Regions from separate parts of the Sus scrofa genome. Here region 1 is linked to region 2. A link is a contact called in public Hi-C data. All regions are on one chromosome and are shown on one strand. The core of a region is the stretch at or near the end of the contact, and the rest is flanking DNA. Distances in the headings are between cores, read along the strand shown.

What was found. Hi-C and Micro-C count contacts between places; a contact is called where the count stands out from the background.
Region 1: a Hi-C map of subcutaneous adipose tissue shows a contact between it and region 2, with 2.9 times the contacts expected there. The contact joins two enhancer-like sites. A contact is called at or near these places in 2 of 47 Hi-C or Micro-C datasets (blood and subcutaneous adipose tissue) and 2 of 2 datasets of contacts at active chromatin or transcription factors (alveolar macrophages and skeletal muscle).

The regions. Positions count from the first base shown.
Region 1 is chr10:66,971,106-66,978,269 of Sscrofa11.1, reverse strand. LOC102159132 (a long non-coding RNA gene) reads right to left here. Exons shown (of 4, transcript XR_002336446.1): 3 at 6,832-7,164; 4 at 1,241-2,119. Among named protein-coding and RNA genes, the nearest start is that of PITRM1, 22 kb to the left of the region's middle. Within about 2 kb of position 1,564, at least 4 of the 83 cell types and tissues checked have an H3K27ac peak or open chromatin away from gene starts, as enhancers often do. A contact at or near this core is called in subcutaneous adipose tissue, where this site is marked.
Region 2 is chr10:65,796,880-65,804,087 of Sscrofa11.1, reverse strand. No RefSeq gene overlaps it. Among named protein-coding and RNA genes, the nearest start is that of AKR1E2, 110 kb to the right of the region's middle. Within about 2 kb of position 5,822, at least 13 of the 83 cell types and tissues checked have an H3K27ac peak or open chromatin away from gene starts, as enhancers often do. A contact at or near this core is called in subcutaneous adipose tissue, where this site is marked.

The DNA of each region.
Region 1 (7,164 bases), core at 315-2,814, 1.2 Mb before region 2:
GAGGCACAGGCTGAGCCAAGCACCGGGTCCGAGGGGAGAGAGGCTGGGTCTGGCCCGGGGCCTCCCGCTGCTCCAGGACACAGGACAGGCTCTGAGTGCGCTTGGGTCTCTCCAGGTGCAGGACGGGGCGGGGGGGGGGCTTGTGGGGACTGTCACCGGGCCTCTGACAAGGCAGCTGAAGAGAGGCCTGTCCCACGTAAGCACTGACTGACTGAGCGCCCCTGGCAAGCAAACCAGCAGGTGCTCCAGCCAGGCACTGGGCCGGGGGCTGGGGGGTAAATAAACACAGAATCAGCCCACGGCTCTTCCCTGAGCCTGGAGAGCTGCTGTGCCCTCTCCTTGCACAAGCCCAGGCTGCAATGCCGGGCGCGCCTGGTCCCGGAGGGGCCCCAGTGAGAGGGTGCAGGTGCCGCTTGCTGAGGCTCAAACCACCTTTCCGTGGGAGCCAGCACCAACCCCGCCAGGGCAGTGTGGGGCCACAGCGTCCCAGGGGCTCTGTTCCTGGTTCTGATGGCCCCCACCGGGCAGGGGCCCCACGTGGGCAGCGACACTGCCCGCCCATCACCATTCCCCTGGTAGGAAGCTCCCTTGGGCTCACCTCTGACAGCACCTGTGCCTCAAGGGTGACTCGACAAGTATCTGATAAGGGGTCAGAGAGAAATCTGTCCTAAGACCCAGAAGTGGGAGCTTCTGGGGCTCGGGCTGTGGAACCCAGTGTGGACCCCAGACTTGGGGAGCTGGGGATGGGGGCCGGTCCTCCACGCCCCTGAGGTGGGAAACTACCTGGAACTGAAGGGTCCAGACTGGCAGAGGGGAGCTTCTGAAGGGCGGGGGAGCTGCTTCAGAGGGAGGGGTGGCAGGTGGGACAAATCTGGTCTCACGTGGCCGTGGTCCCCACGACCGTGTGAAGCACGTCGGAAGTGCTCTGCCGTGAGAACCAAGTTAGTGACAGCTCAGCGGAGTTAAAAGTTGGTGACTTCAGGTTATAGGGGGTGCCAGGCAGCGGTACTGGGGGCGGGGAGGGGAGAGGGACGGGAGGACGTGGGGGAGGGAGGTGCCCTCAAGTGAACAGCAGGAGGCAAACACACCTCCTCCGGGGAGGACGCTGGGGGCTCAGGCTGCAGCCTGACCTGGGGTGCAGTTTACAGTAAGGGGGGATGCGGGGCCTGCGAGGTGCTCCCAGCTCTGGACCGCGCATGTCCCTCTGAAACACAGTGAGTCGCTTCGTTTTCATTCACTCGTTCATTCACTGGCTCACTGGTTCAGGAGTAAACAGGCGTTTGGGGCACAGACGCTGGTGGGTCCGGCCGCGCAGTGCAGGAAGCTCTGACCCAGAGGCAGGAGCCCGCAGGTCCCCGGCGGGGCAGCAGCAGAGGTGGGGCTGGGGGGGGGAGCCGCCTCCGTCCAGGGAGGGGCGTGCGTCCCTGCTTCGGACCTGAGGAGGCTGTGATCAACCTGGAGAGGGCGTCCCACTGAAACTCCTTCCAAAGGCAGCACAGTGATGAGCTTCCTGGCTGCGGTTCCCAGAACCAGTGACGGCAAAGCCAGCGGCTCCCTCCCAGGAAGCCTGGGCCACAGGCGGCCTTCTGCTCACCTCCTGTTCAGCATCACGACCAGCTTCAGACAAGCTTCAGCCCGTGTGTGAGCTCGGAGCCCGGGCCGGCGCAGTCGTTTGGGTGTATCTGAAGCGCACCTGTGCTTTGGTCTTCGCAGGACCCCAGGGGACAGCCTGGGGACTCTCCTTGCCTGCAGTGACCACGTACCACCCGATGGGAGACAGAGGCTGCGAGGGCCAGGCGCCTCCGTGGCTCCTGCTCCCCAGGCTCCCCTCCCTTCCCGGACCCATTTCCTTTCCTTGAATTCTTGTCACCTGGCTGGACTCCACTTCCTGAAAGGAACACTAAGAAGTCTGTGACATGAAAAGGCATCTCCCACGTCTCTGCCTTTTTGGAAAACGTTCATTGTGCTGTGTTCCCGGTCAGGCACAATAGTGAGAACGCGTCTCGGGGGCAGGAACGGGAGACCGTCCGGAAACCTCTGACCGCGGTAAAGACCCAGAGACGCTGCGAGCGCGGGAGTTGCACAAAACCCAGGCATCCTTCACGTGGCGGAGGTGGCACTGGAAGAAGATGAGCCAGCATGAAGGATGCCTCCCTGGAGGTCAGGCCCCTCCCATGACTGCAGCCCCAGGAACGCAGCTGATTATCCGCCCAATTTTCTCTCTGCTGATGAACGCCTCCCCGCAGCCTTCCGCTCACACGAAAGAACATTAAGAAACCAAACGGAGCAACGTATAAGATAATAGCCTAGGAAGATGAGTTTTGGTAAAAACAAATATATCATTCACGGACGCTACAGGCTTCAACACTTTTCCTAAAAGCACACGAAGCCCTCAGCTCTGTCAGGATCCAACCGACAGGTAAGCATTGGGCTAGAATATTACGAGCGGTTTCTTTCTTAGCCATTAAAGTGTGGGAACCCTTCACTTCCCCAGCCAGCCAGCCGTTCTGCTTGCCCCCAGGGTCTTTTTGTCTCCCCACCTGAGAGTATTTCGAGGCATAAAAGAAGACCTAAAACTCTGTGGTCATGAGGAGGTGTGGCAGCAGAAAAGGGAACACACAGGCGGCGGCATCTGCAAGCCCCGTGTCATCAGATGGGACCAGACAGTGGGTGGAAATCCAGCAGGCACTGCCGCAGGGTGCCAACCCCACCTGATGCACAGGAGATGCTGCGTAGTAATATAATAAAGAACACACGGGCTCAGCAGCCACGGTCACACCTCAGCACGCCACACTGGATCCACACTGCTCACGGCTGCCGACAGTGGGGAGGTCCCGACACCTCCTGGGTAAACTGGGAACTGGGTAAATTAGGGGTAGAACCAGGCAACAGTTTACTGTAACCTGTTAGTCCAACAAAACTCCTCAGCAAAACGTTCCTCCTGGTTGTGTGGAATTTATTTGCTCGCCTTGTTTCAACCTGTTAATCTCAAGAATGATTCAAGCTTCAATGGACTCTGACCTAAAATTAGCTGCAATTTTTTTTTGCACCTGTCTCTAGCCACATTTTTCTTAGAAGAGATCAAATAGCTTTAGTCACATTCTCTATTATAAAAAACAAAAACAAAACACCCAGGAGTTCCTGTCGTGGCATAGCAGAAAACAAATCTGACTAGGAACCATGAGGTTGCAGGTTTGATCCCTGGCCTCACTCAGTGGGTTAAGGATCCAGCATTGCCATGAGCTGTGGTTGTAGGTCACAGACACGGCTCGGATCCCGCGTTGCTGTGGCTGGGGTGTAGGCTGGCAGCTGTAGCTCCAATTTGACCCCTAGCCGAGGAACCTCCATATACTGCTGGTGCAGCTCTAAAAAAAAAAAAGGCAAAAGACAAAAAAACCCACAAAAAAACAAAAAACAGTGCCCTAAGGACCTACCAGCGTGTAGACAATAGCCAGGAAATTCAAGTGTGAATTGCACAGGGTAAGAGGAAGAAGGCTGTTTCTGATAAAGAAGACGGCAATGCAGGCCAGGCGCGCGGCCACGGCGGGACCAGGAGAAAGAGCTGCGCTGGCGGCCGCCCCCCCAGGACGGCCACGAGGGCCGGGTCAGGGCCACCACTGGCCTGGAGACCTCACTGCCGTCTGCAGAGGGCGTGGGGAGCTCTTCCAAGGAGCCAGGGCCCTTCCACGGCTGGAGAGGGTGGACACCTTCTCCCCTTCGGGGGAGCCCACACAGGAGGCCCCCCGTCCTCCCTAGGACGGACCAGGACGGCTCCTTACACGTCGGCCATCGTCACGTCTCTGGGAAATGTTAGGAAAAAACGGAAGCGGGAATGTTAGAACTCCTTTGAAAGAAAAGCCAAAGACTTTTTTTTTCTCTTTAGGGCTGCACCCACGGCATATGGAGGTTCTCAGGCTGGGGTTGAATTGGAGCTGCAGCCACTGGCCTACACCACAGCTCACGGCAATGCTGGATCCTTCACCCACTGAGCGAGGCCAGGGGTCGAACCCAAGTCCTCATGGATACTAGTCAGGTTCCTAACCCACTGAGCCACAGTGGGAACTCTGAAAAGCCAAAGATTAGTGAGGACACTGAGAACTTGCTGAAGAAGAAAGAGACCCTCGGCCAGGAGTCCTGGATGCATCCAGATCAACCAGGACCCCACGTCTGCTGCGGGAGCCGGGCCTGAGGCAGACGCTGTCTGTAAACCTCCTGGGTCATATGGGGTCACGCAGGTCGCACACGGTCTTACCGTGATGGCAGGGGACCCAGCTGTCGCTGGCCTGCTTTGCTTTCCTCTGCGCCGCGGAGGGAGCAGAGGGACGTCGTGGCGACAGACGCACGGGGGCGCAGGCCAGCGTCGCAGGAACACCTGTCCCCTCTCCTTCCACCGCAGCCCCACGCCCCGCCCGCTCAGGGCGGCCCGCGGAGCATCCTTCATGACCTCGCGCAGCAGAGGACACTCGAACCACGGCCCGTGCTTCATCTGGGATCAAGCTCGCACCCTTTCTCTGGGCGTAGAGAGGCTTCATCCGCCCGCCTCTCGCGTCTCAGTCCCTCCGCCCCGGATTCACGCTCCACTGCAGCCCAGCTCGCGCCCAAGGGCCTCCCCGCGCAGTCCTTCCAGACAAGCGGGTGGCGGGGGCCTCTGGGGGGCGGTCCGCTGCTCGCTGCTCTGGGGCCTGGCTGCGCGGTCTGCGCTGCCCTCCTACGCCTGGTCCTGCATGGGCCACTCCTGTGTCCTGATGCCGCGATGCTGTGACCCTCACGCGGCTGACCTCGTCAAACCTGGTTACGCTCGACGCACCGTCGCACTCCGGGCTCTTCCAAAAGGCGTAGCCCCTGCGTTATCCCGAGACAGAAAGCACGTCCCCGGCTTGGGGTCGGGGCAGGTACGGCTTCCCCTGCGGCAGACTTTGCCCAAACCTCGATCTTCCCATGCGCGCTTTCAACAGCCCTGGACGCCCCCGAGCGGACACCAGCGGCCCCGAGCGGACACCAGCGGCCCCGCGCGGGCGCTGGCCCGAGTGCAGCGTCGTCAGTGTCCCACAGGCCCCGGCTGGCTCTCGTCGCCTCCGTGTTCTCTGCCCCACTTAACAGGGCCCCAGTCCCACATCGAGGTTGGGTCTCTGTGTCCGACAAAACCGTTCCTGTCTCTTGTCACGACGGGGACGACGGCAGAACACAGACGAGGCAGCCGCAACGGGTCAGGCTGGCGGCTGAACTCGAGGCCGACCCCAAGGGCTTCTCGAGGTCCCGAGCGTTCCTTTCAGGAGTGACTGTCCCGGGCTGCTTGAGTCTTCCTGTCCGCGCTGTCCGTCTGCTGAGACGCGGGAGGGCCTGGCTGGAGAGCTGTCCTGACCCACATTCGCCTGGTGCGTGGCCGGGGCGAGCTCTGGACCCCTGCTCCCGGCAGGCGTGCCAGGTCACCGCAGGCCTCCACAGCGGCCTAGTGAGACTCACCTTCACATTCCCTGAGTTTTCCCTCCTGTAAAGTGCTTGGGCCCCCGGGGACCCCATCACGCTGCCTCTGGGTCCCACCACCTCAGAGCATGGATCGGGCCGCGGGGCCGCATCTCTCCCAGCCTGGCTTGGGTGGGCTCAAGACACAGGCAGCTCTGGCCTGGCTTCTCCAGCCCCTCTGTCTTCAGGGTGCGTCCCCCAGCGAGGGCCAACTCTTCCCTCCTTTACCAGGAGCCGTCCCTGCCAAAGTCATCGTTAGGGTTGTCCTGTGAGCTTCCAGGTTTCCTCTGGGGGGAGAGGTCTTAGGGTCACGGAAAGGGTGGGGGCGGGAGGACTGGAGACACAGGTTCACGAGTGGCCGGCAGAGTCCCCGCAGGTCCCGTTAGGGATTGAACTGTGTCCCCTGAAGCTGCCTGTTGAGCCTGGTGTGATGGCGTTTGGAGACGGGGTCTCTCGGGTGGTTCCTCAGCTTGAATGAGGTGGTGAGGGTGGGGCCCTGGTCCCAAAGACCGGGGTCCTCAGAAGAGGAGGAAGGGACCCCGCGTTGGCTCACCGCCCTGGGAGGGCTCGGCAAGACGGCACCGTCTGCGGGCCAGGCGGGCGTCACCAGAACCAACCCTGGTGGCCCCCTGGTCCCCTGGCCGGGCCCCCTCTGCACTGTGGGCCACCACGTGGAGGTCAGCACATCTGCTCTGCGCCACTGCGAGGCAGGCGGGTCTCTGAAAGGCCAGCAGAGGCCACGCGGGGCCCCAGCCACAGCGCTGCCGCACGGCGAGCGGGCCTGCAGCTCCTCGCAGCGTGGCACACACAGGCACACACACATATGTGCACACACAGGCGCGCACACATGCATAGACACCCACACATGCACACACACACGCACACAGAGGCCCACGGGCATTGGAGGCACGCAGCTAGGCTTTCTCTTCTCACTCTCCCACAGATGGCGGGGAGGCACCAGAACCGCGGGGGGCAGCCAGGGGCCGGCTCTGCGCTCAAAGAGGTTGTTCATGAAAAAGTAATTGCAGGCTGAGAAATGACTCTGTCCATCAGCATTAAGAAAATGTCTCGTTTATACAGCGGCCCTCTGGGCTACCAACGTTATAAACATTGTGAAAGGAGACCCCTGTCGCCTCGTGATTTAAATCTCAGAACGAGGACTATACAGAGTAAATAAAGTCAAGAATCAAATTACTACAATCTAGAAACTCTTGCGATGCATGCTTTTAAGGATAATCAAACACAATCACCAGGCAAAATCTTTGATCTAAGATATGCCACTTTTTTGGCCTCCAAAGTGTATTATTTTCCTCTGATTGTGTTAATTAGAGAAGATTACCTTAAATAACGTAAAATAGAGAGGCTAACCTGTGATTCGAGCTTGCCTCACGCGCTGATAAGGTGTCCTCAGGCAGGGGTCACACGCCCAGCCCCCGCCTCGCGCGTTTCCGGCTTTGTGAGAGCCTCCTCTGGACGAGGGCCACAGCCCGTGGAGTCACTGGCGTCAGGCGTGGCTGGCGCAAGAGAAGAAAGAGCAGCACTGCTTTCTCGACGGGGCGAAAAAATTAGTGAAGGTGACACACCGCCTTGTGCCACGGCGCCAGCAGTGCGTACATACTGTCCCTTAGCTGCGCGTATGTCCAGAGCTGGTTGAGCAGCCCCCGCACTGCCTTCTGTCGTGTGTTCGTGCATGTTTACAGC
Region 2 (7,208 bases), core at 4,573-7,072:
TACAGGCTCAAGAGACTCAGGCCCCAAAATGGACATGCATAAAATGAGTAATCTCATCATAGCAAAATTACTGAAACCAGAAGAAAAAAATCATTTTAAAAGCCAGGGAAAATGACACATCGCCTATATGCCAAAAAGTGACTCAACTATCTTCCGATTTCCTGTCATAAATTTTGGAAGTCAGAAGAAAGTGAAACTTTACAAAATGCTGAAGGAAACAAAATTGCCAAACCACAATTCCATATTCAAGAAACATATTCATTAAAAATGAAGCTGAGGCGTTCCCACTGTGGCTCAGTGGAAACAAATCTGACTAGCATCCATGAGAACCCAGGTTCAATCCCTGGCCGTGTTCAGTGGGTTTGGGATCCAGCGTAGCTGTGAGCTGTGGTGTAGGTTGCAGACACAGTCTGGATTTTGCATTGCTGTGGCAGTGGAGTAGGCTGGCGGCCACAGCTCCAATTCAACCCCTAGGCTGGGAACCTCCGTGTGTCAGGGATGTGGCTCTAGAAAGACAGAAAAAAAATTTTTTTTAAATGAAGCTGAAATAAAGACAACCTCAGGGAAAAGAAAATAAAGACCAGTTACTAGTAACTTGCACTGAAGAAATGCTAAAGTAAATTCTCCAGGCTGAAGAAAAATGATATACAAGGTAGAAATTCAAATCATCAGGAAGGAATAAAAAAAAATGGGGAAGATGCCATTGAATATTTACACACAGTGTGTTAGGGAATCCACTAAACAACGACTACAACTCAAAGTTCAATTGAAAAAGATCACACATCAGTTGTCCAATTGCATACAAATCAGCAAACAATGGGCAATACAACAAAATGAAGCACTGAACCGATATAAAAGAATTAAAAAATCTAATTGTCTGAACATTCCACAACACAGGATGTCATAAACAATAAAAGCAACTGAAGTTGGACTTTAAAAAATTACACAAGGAACAAAGGACCACAAGGAAGAGGAAGGAGAAATAACAGACAGAAACAAAGGTCCAGATCAAAATGGGGCATACAGTTACTGGACCCCAGAAGAAAGGCTACCATGTAACGTGGCAGAGAACTTGGCCATATTGTTTCCTACAACTGAATGAAGAGTAGAAATTGTAGCTAATGACCTCAGATATTCAGCTGAGATTTCCAAGATAAACTGGAAGATGTGACCTTGTTTTTCTTGCTGTTTGTAGTAAAATGCAAGACGAGATCAATTGAACAATGAAATGTTTGGCAAAAAAGTAATGAACATCTGATGATTTGGAAAATCCTCAGTCTTTCCAGATAATGTGCCCTGGAAACAGGGCCAAGGGTGTGGCTGGAAAACCATTTTCTAAAGAGACTAGGACTGTGACTCACATATTCAAACAACCTTCTCAGCAGAAGTCAGGAATAGGGGCAGGTTATCCAGGGAGAATATGTGTAAAATGCTCGTGTTTACAGGAGTGGCTCCCCCTGACATCCATAGGAGACTCACAAGGTTTTTGAGAACATTATACCAGCAGAAACACCACCTAGACGAAAAGGGACAGAAATGGGATGAAAGGAAGGAAGAACCACTCCAAGGGCAGAACTCTGGACCCAAAGACCAGAGAAGGCAGAGCTGCTGTCCTGAGGGGCTCAGAGGACAGATCATTGAGACACAGAGGATTATTCTTAGTCTTACCACCGAAAGAAACTTATCTTGAGGATTTCAAAACTTGCCCTATACCAATAACCCCTTTGTTTACTCGATTTTCTCCTTTAGAAATAGGAGTGTCTATTTTATGCCTGTCCTACCACTGTATTTTGGAAACAGGTAATTTGTTTTCTAGTTCCACAGCTCTGTGGATGGAAAGAAATTCTGGACCAGAATGGATCACAGCACATCTCACCCACACATGATTTAGATACTTTAGGTAATGAAATTTGGAACTTTTTTGAGGGGATACCATTTGGCTGTGGTTTTAGATTTAGAATTGAAGGCTAGAATGATTTAAGAACTTGGGGGCTGTTGGGATGGGGTGAATATATTTTGCAGATGGAGGACATGAATTTTGGGAGTGCCAGGACACAGAACTTACCAGTTTAAATAGTATCCCCACCAAAACCAAAAAGGTCCATATAACAGAATTATAGACTAGGTGGCTTGAAAAACAAGCATGTATTTCTTCACAGCTGGGAAACCCAAGACCAAGGTGCCCGCTGATAGCTGCTTCAGTTCCTGTTGAGGATACTCCCCCTGGTTTGAAAGAAATGCTTTCCTCTTGTATCCTCACGTGGTGGTAAGGGAGAACTGTGGCCACTCCTCTCCTTCTACGGGCACCAGTCCCAGCACGGGGGGTCCACCCTCATTTCCATCCAAGCCTAATCACCTCCCAAAGCTCCCAACTCCAAATACCATTACATTGGGAATGAGGGCTTCCGGATGAATTGGAGGGCGCAGAAACATTCAGTCTATAGAAATCTTTATGGAAAAAAAATCTGTATGCAAAATGAAGGAAAAAAAGAAGACAAATAGCTATATTGTTTATGAAGTTTGAATCAAAATTCTTAAGTGGATTTTCAAAGAATTCCACAAATGGATCTAAAAATGATTCTAAAAGAGTAAAAAGAGCCAAGCCCAGAATTATTTGAAGAAGCTACCCGCCCTTACTTGACCTCACTGTTCTTATCATGTGATGGTCATGAATCTGATTTTTTTTTAATTTATTTTATTCTAGAACTAAAAGATGAGTCAAACGCTGAAGCTCTTATGAGAATTATACTTTGGAATTCTGAAATACTCCTTACCCTCTCCCTCAACAACTGAGGAAAAATCAGTAGAATCATAACACACTGTCTTCAAAACTTAATGCACAGAGATTTCTTTCTGCATAGAGATTTCTTTCTGGTTAAGCTAGTCCATGAGTGTATATATATACACACACACACACACAAAAGAAGAAAATTATTGTATTCTAGTAACCATGAAATTAGAATCTCTTATGTTTTTTTCTTTCTGTAAAGATCATAAATAAATATAGATATCCACCCAAATTCCATTGAGCATGAGATATTTTTACTGCTGGTATTTTATCGCCTAGAATTACATGGCTTTATCACAAAAAGAACTAACATATTTTGTTCACTATTCAATATTATCTTAATGAAAAATCTGAATAAAAGTTAATGGAATTGGAAAAGAAGAAAGCTGAAAATTTAATAAAATTCAATATTTTAACTTATCACAAGGAAATTACGTGAGTCTGGGCTATAAAAGTAATGTAATGTGTATATTTATATTTACCTGATATAAATCTTTCACTTAGCAATGTCACCATTATCACCAAATATTAAAGAGCTTACATACAAAGAGAAAATACACAGATATGTCAGTATGAACAGTTAAGAGACCGGGAAATCATGACAGAAATTTTGGTTTTGGTTTTGTCTTACTGTTTAATGTATTTATTTTTTGGTATTTTCTGCCTCCTAAGCCTATCAGTCAATGAATAGTTAAAATTGAGCAGCTGCTATTATATTGTGACGTTACAGATTCTTAGAAAGTTCCTCTGAACAGATAACCTCCCCAGAGTTAATGCATCACTAGAAATGAAGCCTTGGGTTTAAAAGTTACCCCCCAAGGAAGACTGTATTGCTGATAGTCCTTGACCTCAATGTAAATTATTTTGCCATATCTTTGCAATGTAATGGCCAGCTAAGAAAGTGAGAGAGGCTTGAAGGAAGCAAAAACCTTGAGGATACTGGAGTTCAGGATGGGGAACCCAGAAAGCAGATCCTACTGAAGGAGGCAGAAGAGCTGATCCAAACTGCTTCCCACTCCCAGCCTTGTGTCCTCTTCTGTAAGTTGAGGCTAATAAGAACCCCTTTCCACCGCGATCGTGGGAAGGATAACACTGGTTACTGCATCCTGGTCCTGAGGACTGTGACTGTCAGAAAACCTCTGCTCACTAAGCCTTAACTACTGTGCCCGTCTCCCCCCTCCCGGCTCCCCTTAGCCCTGTACCCAACCGCTCACTAAGCCTTAACTACTGCGCACGTCTCCCCCTCCCAGCTCCCCTTAGCCCTGTACCCAAGCTGTTACCACACCGGCTTCTTACTTCAAAGCCCATCGCTAATTTTACCTTCAGGGTATGCTAGAGGCTTAAATAAAATCATTTACAAGGCTCTTTCATTTACCTGTAGCAAGAGACCATTCCTTTGAAAAAGAAGAAATAGCTACGTTGGTTCTCCCAGATGTTTTTACACCGAGGTGAAGGCATCACAAAATCTTCTGTGGATTTTCAGTTAATTTATGGAAACTTTTCTCCCCTAAAATATCTGAATTAAAACATTTAGGAGTTTCTTTTCTTTTCAAGACTGATTTTTTTTAAAGAGAGCTGATTATGTGCTGTTAACCATTTCAAAACTCTTATGTTTTATATGGTTTTCTTTTAGAAATGTAATCCTCTCTGCTGAAAGGCTTATAGGTTACTAGAATTAATTTTTAAAAAGATATCAGAATGTGCGTGGTGACCACGTCACAGTTAACAGAGGAGTAATTCCGTTTGTCTCTGGTGGCTTGGATTTTGCCTCTAAGTAATTCACGTGGGTAATGAAGACACTGTTTTTCCAGAGAGAATCAGTCTCCAAGGACGAGAGTTTCTGAGTTGGGATCTCGGGACCTGTCATAGTTTACATCATCTGATGGACTCAGTGGCAAGATTGACGATGGTCGTTATTAAGGAGTTCCCATAGCGGCTCAGTGGTAACAAACCCGACTGGTATCCATGAGGACACGGGTTCGATCCCTGGCCTCAATCAGTGCGTTAAGGCTCCAGTGTTGCCATGAGCTGTGGTATAGGTGGCAGTTGCAGCTCAGATCCCACATTGCTGTGGCTGTGGTGTAGGCCTGCAGCTGCAGCTCCGATTCAGCCCCTAGCCTGGGAACTTCCACATGCCACAGGTACAGCCCAAAAAAGACACACACACACACACACACACACACAAAAAGATTGTCATTATTAAGCTTCCAATCTGACTTTTATATCCATTAATTTATTCAGAGCCAAGTACATAGGTTTTATTAAAGAAAAATGCCCTGAATATATCTGCTGATAGGTTTAGTACTTATTGACTATATGCTATGCTCTTTGTGATAGAAGGATTCCAGCTGATCCAACACTGACCCTTCTCTCAAGAAGCGTGATAAAAATATGCATGTAAAACTAACAGCGTGATAAGGTGGAAAATATCCCAGTGGATATGGAAGTTTGGCAGAAGTACAGAGATAAATATATGTGCTATTTCTGCATTTCATGTCCAGAATTTTAAAAAAATCAACACATTCTGTTTTAGAGATAAGGTTACTAAGAGTATTAAGAGCACAAAAAGGAATGGAAAAACATGGTTATATGGCTGTTCCGGGCCAAAAATATCTGTCTCACCACTTTTTAAATGATGGGTTAATTTTTGAAAATAAACATCAGTTTAATCGATGATGTCTCACCTTTCATTTTTATTTTTTAGATCTGACACGTTGATCCTGAGGATATGTCTGATGAGCAAGCTGGCAAGTGCTTCTAATTTTACCTGGTAAAATAAAATGCCCCCAAACCACCTTGGCTAGTGTAGGGGAAGAAGAATAAAGTCTAAAACGCAATACCTGTTCCTCTTACACATCTTGACCCCTCCACACGGCCTTCACATAGTGCGCTACACATATTATTGAAAATCTGTTGTCATGAGCACTTGCAGACACTCTCCCAAGAACAACCACCACAAACCCAAACGGTTGCCGGATGAGCCGCGGTTTCCCCTTGTGCCAGCCAGGCTGACAATCACCATGAGCCCATGTCCACCACAGGGCAGGTCATGGGAAACAGTTGCTGCGAGTTAGTTAGACTTGCTCAATGTCAGTGTTTAGGGATTAATTTCATTGCTTGAGTTATTTAGATCACGATGGCAATAAAGATTTCAGAAAGCTATTGGGAAACATTTCCTTTAGGGAAGGAGGAACATGAAAACAGTCAAGAAGGGAACTGATTCATGCAAGAAACCTCTGTGTATAAAGCATTGTTTGTGTTACATTCACTGAAACAATGACGAGTGAAAGGACACTTAAATATGGGCAGTCAAGCCTTATTAGAACAGTTAGTGACTAATTACAGTTCAACACGCAAACATTTAGCTGTCTGTACCCTATGTGAATAAGCAAAGTATTTTTAAAGCCAACAACAAACACAAATAATACATTCCAATAAAAACGGCTTCTCTCGGATAACCACCACAACACAGAAATAATAGCACAAGCAATGGAAAAGTTTCTAAGTTCCCAAAAGACAATGGACAGACTTGTTCCACCCAGGCTTGCTTTGATATTTGTAGGAATAACTAACCCATCTATGCTAATGCACCATTAAACTTTTATCAGATCATCATCAGAACGCATGGGGATTAAAAATCATTTCAGCTGAATAATACATGCTAAAATGTACATCATCTGTGTTAAGCTAGTCGTAATCATTTGGCCAACGTACTTCAAAGGCTTGATGGACATCCGCCCGTTTTGAACTTAAGCATGAATATCTTGGCAACACAAGGGGAACGCTTTCATCACACTGAAAGGCAATACGAGCTATAAATGTGGGACATCTCAGCTTCCATCTGAGTAAGTCCTCAGAATTGCGACATTCACCAAGCAATAAATCCCTTGAGTTGTTGTTCAGACGCCCTCGCCCTCGATGCGTCTGAAGCAACTTCTCTGAGTGTTTTGTCTTGAGAGTTCTTTATCCTTCTATTCTTAGATCCTTCATAATGCGGGATACCCTTCCCTCCTGTAGCCTGGGTTCTCACACTTAGTCTTCCTTTTGTTAAAACCTAAGCAGCTCTTCAATTCACACTGAGGCATGGAGGGCTGCTTCCATCCGTGTGGGCTATCCCTTCCTGAGGCATAACTGAGGGAGAGGAATGCAGTTCAGTCTCTGCTGGAGACTGGCGAAGAGGAAGCTCTGCGGGGACTCCCCACCGCCCCCCGCTTGCCCGAACATTCTGCTCAGAGTAATAGCCAGGCTACGCACCCACCTGTGGCGTCAGCTTCCCATTCTGCTCCCTTTTTGACAATAAGAAGCCATGAGGATGCTTTTTGAAAGCTTTAATCTCTTATTTATCCCATGTGGATTTGGCCTTGGCAGAGAAACCACTTATGTATTCTTATATTTTTGTTTAATATTATTGCACTTCAGT